Linked DNA regions of Hordeum vulgare: region 1 is linked to region 2. A link is a contact called in public Hi-C data. All regions are on one chromosome and are shown on one strand. Each heading gives the region's core, a stretch centred on a gene start, on an enhancer-like site or on the middle of the called end of the contact. The rest is flanking DNA. Distances are from core to core; before and after follow the strand shown. Region 1 holds the start of LOC123404817 (ATPase family AAA domain-containing protein 3-B-like). Region 2 holds the start of LOC123401682 (pentatricopeptide repeat-containing protein At1g31920).

Evidence for each region. Hi-C and Micro-C count contacts between places; a contact is called where the count stands out from the background.
Region 1: a contact with region 2 is called in a Hi-C map of leaf, with 7 times the contacts expected there. The contact joins the promoter of LOC123404817 here to the promoter of LOC123401682 in region 2. A contact is called at or near these places in 3 of 6 Hi-C or Micro-C datasets (leaf and seedling) and 1 of 1 datasets of contacts at active chromatin or transcription factors (embryo).

Annotation. Positions count from the first base shown.
Region 1 is chr6H:455,588,364-455,591,891 of MorexV3_pseudomolecules_assembly, forward strand. It overlaps LOC123404817 (ATPase family AAA domain-containing protein 3-B-like), which reads left to right and starts at 2,198. Exons shown (of 7, transcript XM_045098763.1): 1 at 2,198-2,586; 2 at 2,669-2,764; 3 at 3,401-3,528. The coding sequence starts at 2,251.
Region 2 is chr6H:455,429,940-455,433,516 of MorexV3_pseudomolecules_assembly, forward strand. LOC123401682 (pentatricopeptide repeat-containing protein At1g31920) reads right to left here and starts at 1,334. Exons shown (of 1, transcript XM_045095531.1): 1 at 1-1,334. The coding sequence starts at 1,209.

The sequences.
Region 1 (3,528 bases), core at 948-3,447, 160 kb after region 2:
GGCGAGGAAACCTTGACCATATTTGATCAACAAGCTAGTCCATTAGAGGCTCACTAGGGACAGTGTGTTGTCTATGTATCCACACATGTATTTGAGTTTCCATTCAATACAATTCTAGCATGGATAATAAACGATTACCATGAACAAGGAAATATAATAATAACTACTTTAATATTGCCTTAGGTCATATTTCCAACACCGGCAGGGTGCCAGAATAGGGCTCCAGATGAGTTTTCTTCGGTATAGAGGCTTGCGGTGACGGAGCGGAAGTTCTAGGTTAAATTTCTGGGGTTTTGGGATTTATAGGAAATTTCAGCATTGGAATCACGTCAGCCGGAGCCACATGGGCCCCACAAGCTAACAGGGCGCGCCCAGGGGGTGGGCACGCCCTTTTTGCTTATGGCCCACAGGTGGCCCCCTCTAGTGGTTCTTCGCTCCGGTATTTATTATTTTCCCCAGAAAAATTGTCAAAAAGTTTTGGGCGATTCCAAGAACTTTTATTTTTTGCAAAAAATCAAAACCATGGTAATTCTACTGAAAACAATGCCAGTCTGGGTTAGTTGTAATTATGGCATGGATACTTCATAAATTATCGATACGTTGGAGACGTATCATACCTCCAAGCTTCTGGCCACCTCGTGGCTCTTCTGGCCTCCTCCCGAAGCTTTTTGGATCTCTTTTGGTCAAGGAAAAATCATCGTAAAGTTTTATCGTGTTTGGACTCCGTTTGGTATTGATTTTTTGTAAAAGAAAAAACTAGCAAAAAATAGGAACTGACACTGGGCACTGGTTTTATTGGTTAGTCCCTAGGATGATATAAAATAGCATATAAATGCTTATAAAGTATCCAAGATTGATAATACAATAGCATGAAAAAATATATACATTGGAGACATATCAGGGGTGAGGCTAGATTTGGCGTCATCCCGTCGCGCCCGATTTCCATCTCACGCCATCCACAATCAATTTCGCCTTGCCCCTCGCGTGCGAGCTGCATCCCCTTTGCATCGCACTCACTCTGACTCGATGGAAACTGTCGATTTAAGGGTTTCTAGCGAGGCAGGCTCCGGACTGCTTCAAGGCTCGTGCCGATGCGAGCCAGCCCACCTAGTATGCAACCATACGTCATATAATGTTTGTTCCATTAAATAAGAATATATTATCGAAAATAGTGAGGACTAGAGGAACCAACATATTTCATAGTTGAACAACAACATATCAAGCTTATATAAACACATCAATTTTGTAAAAGAACATGCTACACTTTGTTTAGTTTATATAACTGATATGGAAAAGTAACATAGTTTTGCATTATCACTCCCAAGTTTTGCACACAAAATTTCCAAGTTCTCCACTGAAGGGCTAGATCGAACGGCGTGGAGCACGCTAGGCAGGCAACGTCGCGGAGCATAGATGCCCCCAGGAGACGGGGAATTCATTTGACATATGTTTATGGCCTAAAAGCCCAGCCAATGAAATTATGAAACGCTGGTCCAACGGATGAAAACCTAAACTGTCAACATCATCAGTTCAACCACAAGTTTGGTATTTTGAACTATGGATTGAGGACACCATCAATGATGGATTTAAAAGAGCCACGACACCTAAGATGGCTGGCCGACGTCCTCTAACGTCTTGTTGCATCCTCGAGTCGAAGGACGACTAGGATCATTCCTCTTGGTAATGATATCATATGGAAGACAATTCCTCTTGGTAATGATATCATATGGAAGACAATATTGCCTCAACACGACATCTACTAGGAGCAACTATAGAAGTCTCGTGCACCAAGGGGGCCCATCCCCATGGTCAACATGGCGCCATCGTAATGTAGCATTTGACCCGAACGTGTTTTCATTTTCCATCAAGGGTCATGTTTGTTAGTTTTTGTGACCCGTTTGTCATTTCTTGTTCCTTAGGGTCCTGTGTGTAAGATGCCATATGCCACGACTTCGAGTAATGAAGCATCTGGGGCCTTCGATGACGCAGTAAATAAAGGAAGCCAGAAATATCCGACGGCGAAGCCCGTCTTCCGCACCAAGAAAACAGAGAGAGGAGCGCCTTGAGGAAGAAAAAATAAAAAGGAAAAGGGAGAACGAAAAGAGCAGTCCCATCTTCTTGGGCCGCAAGCCGAGCTGGAGAGGCGCCGTCCAAACACGCACAAATACGCACGCATCTCCCACAACCTTCCCGATCGAACCGGCGGACCCCGTTAAACCCTACTACACCCGCAAACCCCCCACCAGAGCCATGGCCGCCGCCGCCGCGAAGGTCGGGGCCGCCGCCGCCGCGAAGGTCGGGGCCGCCGTCCTCTCCGCCGGGGCGGCCTTCGCCGCGTCCTCCCAGAAGGTGAACGCGGAGGGCGGCTCGGGGTTCCGCTTCCCCGGCTTCTCCTCCTCCTCCCCCGCCCCCGCTGCGGCCCCCGCCGCGCCGCCGCCCGCCGCGGCGGCCGCGGAGGAGGCCCCTCCCAAGCCCCGGAACGACAACCCGCGCACCACCGCCGCGGGGTTCGATCCCGACGCGCTGGAGCGCGCGGTCGAGCTGCTGCGCCAATTCGAATTGAGACCTGATACTGATGTCAAAAAGGTAGGTTCTCCGAGGGGTGGGTGGGAGGTTCAGTTCGGAGGCTGTTGTCTGTGGGTTCTGACGTCGACCCATGGTTGTGCAGGCGTTCGCCCATGCTAACAAGCGGGAGGAGACGCGGCAAGCGGAGTTCGCTGCAAAGAAGGCCGACTACCAGAAGGAGGCCGCCCAGATCGAGCTTGTGAGATAACTTTCTGTCATCTCATTGTTTGTTCTTACTTCGTTGGTCACAATCCTTTGAACGAATTGGCATTAGGATCACACTGTTGCAAAAGTTGGCAAATATCTTCACAACGTCTTCAGGCATTTCAATATCACGAGGGGACGATTTCGGTGTACATTCCTGCTAGTACTTTCCGTTCCATTTTACTTGTTAGTTGTATAGCGATAGTCTAGACCAAGCAAGGGGCATATGCAATTTACTATGTTATCCAAGAATTGAAAAAAAGGAGAAGAAAACTCAGGTCCGAGGTGTACTCTTCAATGAGCTAGGGGATGCCACAAGCAAGAACCGCTGATCTTTCAGTGGCACACACACACGAAAAAGAAACTGCTATTTATGTACTATTCTCTTGCTTCCCGATAGTTTTTGGTACTTAATTGCGAGAGGGCATATATATGTTTGCTACTTAATCCTGTAGAGACCAACTGCTTGACTGTAATCAAGTTCTACCGCATCCTATTCATTACATGTCGTAAATGTTTCAGATCATGCCCATTTATATGTATTTTACTAAACATAAATCTGCAGTGCTAAATTTTGTCTTTTGTATATTTGTGTATTTATGTGGCATGTTGCATTTTATCGCATTTGCAGGAGAGGACACGTGTAGAGTATGAAGAGAAGAAAAAACTTGCGCAAAGTCAAGCTGAAATAAAGGCACAAGTAGCTCGATATGAGGATGAGCTACGAAGGAAGAGAGCACAGCATGAGCATGAGGCACA
Region 2 (3,577 bases), core at 84-2,583:
TTTACGCCCGTCCCCGTGCAACGCCAAGCCGGACACCATGGCGCTGTACGTCCACTCGTTCTTCTTGCCGTCCATGCCGTCGAACACAGCCGTCGCCTTCTCGATGCAGCCGCACTTGGCGTACATATCCACCAGGGAGGTCTCCATGAACGTGTTCAGCGTCACGGTATTCCTGAGCAGCGCGCCGTGGACGCTCCGGCCGACGTCGTAGGCGCCCAGGTGCGCGCACGCCGAGAGCGCGCTCACCATGGAGCTCTCATCGGGCCTCCACCCGTCGCGCACCATCGCGCCAAACGACTCGAGGCAATCAGCCCACCGCCCCGCCTTCGTGTACGCCGCGAGCAGCGCGCTCCAGGACGCCGCCGTCCTCTCCCCGGCCTCCATCTGCTCGAACGCCCGGCGCGCCAGCTCCGGCTCGCCGCACTTGCCGTAGAAGCTGATGAGGCTGTTCTGCGCGTGCTCGTCGTGCTCGAGGAACCCGAGCTTCATGGCATGTCCCTGCAGCTGCCTCCCTTGCCGAAATGCCAAGAGCTGCGCGCACGCCTTGAGGACGAACGGGAACGTGTAGCCGTCGGGCACGACGTCGTTGTGCAGCATGTCGACGTACAGCCGCAGAGCGGCCGCGGGGTCGCGGCCACCGACGACGTGGCCGCGCATCAGTGTGTTGTAGTCGAACGCCTCCGGCTCGTCGAGCGTGGCGAAGATGGCCGCCGCGTACTCCATGCTGCCCGGCCACTCCCCGAGCGCGCACGCGGCGAGGAGCGGCCGCAGGTGCGGAGGGGAGCGGTCGAGGCCGAGCTTGATGTTCGCCACGTGCGCCTTCCTGACCTCGTCCAGGCCACGCACGGGCCGCGCCGAGACCGTGGCGCAGCATGGCGCCGGCTCCAGCGGCTGCGTCGTCGTGGCCGGCGCCGGGGCGGCGGTTCTTGGCGTGGCGGCGTGGTGCTGCGGCTGGGGGAGCACTAGACCTCCCACCATGGCACTACCATCGGCGTGCGGGACAGCGCGGGCGATGAGAGTGAGACCGTACCATCGCCGAACAGCGAACGAGTGGCTAACATGGAGCTCGGGCGTCCACACGAATTGGTTACCGCGAAGAGTGAAAATCCCACGTCCCTCTCGAGATTCCTCGTTGTTCACTCGATGCGGGGATGGAACTGCGCGGGGTGGAAGGATTTCGTGGCTGGGAAGCGGTGGTGGGATTTTCATGGGCTGTGGAGTGTCATCCAGGGTATGGAGCGGACAAATGGCAGATGGGCAGAATCGATGCTGTCACGGCATCATTAGGCAGAGGATAAGGTCCATTGCCCGGCCAACTGGGCAAGCAGCGACGCTGCGACAGGATGGCAGCCGGGGCCATACTCTCAAGGTCTGATTAATAGCTCGTGTTACTTAGGACTCAGATCTATCCTTGGAATAGATTTTGGATTTGGATCTTTCATGATTATTTCAGTTTTTCAGTACATTGTCATTAATATGAGTAGCAAATTTTCGGTAGCTTACCAAGCAGGGGAAGAGGATTTGTGGCTCTCGGTGCCACACACCCCTGTATGAATGTAGCACTAAAAAGTATTAGAAAATTTCAAAATTTTGTGAAATTTTGAAAAATGAAACATGTTGTCCGTTGTACACTGTTTAGTTTCGTGGGAAATGGATGCCCATGGTAATACTAGTAGAAAAGACAAGAAAAATCCATATGTAGAGAAAAAAAAGTTGAATGTATTGTCGGTCATATCGTAATTCCAGTGCAGGGAGTACCACGGACAATGTTTACTCAACAAAATGGACACAGGTGTACAGCGGATAACCAGGTTTGATATCCCAAAATTTCATAATTTTTTGAAATATTCTTATATTAGTTTAATGCTACTTTCATGTCCAGGTGTGCTCGACGCCAAGAACCATGTGGGCTAACTTTAAAGATTCCGTGCGAAACCAAAGTCACAAGAAAAATACTACCTTTGTAAACAAAATGTCTTATGTTTGTTTATACAGGAAGTGGATATATCTATCTAACGGCTATGAACATCAACTAAGATCATTATTTCCAAAAAAACATACATCAACTCCTTTTTGAAAATATCTTACTGTGCCATACAGTGAAATGCTGCTCATTCATGTTTTATTTATATGTGATATAGTAATGTCACATCTATTTAAGTCATAGACACACTCTTATTTTTATTTGTTTTTTATTTGCCTTTCGGAGGAATATATGTAAACATTCTGAAATTATATAAACACATATTCTAACATAGACGAACAATTCACTCGTACATGTGAATTTTAAAAATATGAACATTCTTTCGTATGTAGGACTATATTTTTAAATATGTGGCAAACAATTGTTCTATGGTTCATGGTTCAAAAAAATGAGGCAAACATTTTTGGTATACGTGAGACCTTTTTAGATTTTGGTGCATGCATATTTAATTTTTATAAATATATTTTATTCATTATTAATCTCAAAATTTGTAACATTTTTAGAAAGTAAAAGTATTTTATTATTAATCATAAAACACAGAAAAATATGTATAAATTGACCACACCAGTAGTTGTATATAGGCACCACGTCCATAAGCAAATAGACCGACTCCCGTGTGCACTTATTACTATTACTTCATCCATAGACGGCTATCAAGCATGCATCTAGAGTATTAAATAAAACAGAGTAATGTTTGAAGAACATTAACATGATGTAGACAAAGTAGATTCAATCAATATGAATAAACCCCATCGTTTTACCCTTAGTGACAGCAATACAAAGACGTGTCTTGTCCCCTACTATGTCAATGGGACATAGAGAATTGCCAGGTTGAACCCACTACAACGCACCTATCCTACTGAAGAAATATCAATCTAGTTACTCAAACTATTTCAATAGATCGGAGAGAATTATGAAGCTATCATATAATCATGCATATGTAAAGAAATACGAGCAAGGAATTCAATATAATATCATGAACAATCTGAACATAAATCCATAATTCATTGAATCTCAACAAACGCATCGCACAAAGTGATTACGTCGAATAGATCAAAGAGGAGTTGTGATGATCATTGTATTGAAGATCAAGAGAGGGAGATAGTCATCTAGGTACCAACTACGGACCCATAGGGCTATGGTGAACTACTCACACATCACCATGGAAGCAGTAAGGATGATGTAGAGGCCCTCCATGATCGACCCCCCTCAGACACAGCACCGGAATAGGGCTCCAGATGGGCACACGGCGGAACATAAGCTTTTGGCGGCGGAAAAAGTGTTTCGAGAGACTCCTTAGGTTTTTTGGAATATATTAGAATTTATAGGCTAGAGAGGGACGTCGGGAGACGCCCGAGGGGGGCAACACACATCAGGGCATGCCCCCCTAGCACGCCATGTTGTGTGTTGCCTCCCTCGTGCATCCATCGGTCTCCTCCCAAAGCTTCCAAGTCTTGTTTTGGTCCAGAAAAAATCGTCAAAAAGTTTCGTGGCAATTGGACTTCGTTTGGTACTATATGTTGGGAACGTTGCATGGGAAACAAAAAATTTCCTACACTCACAAGTTCATTCTAGGAGATGCACATCCACGAG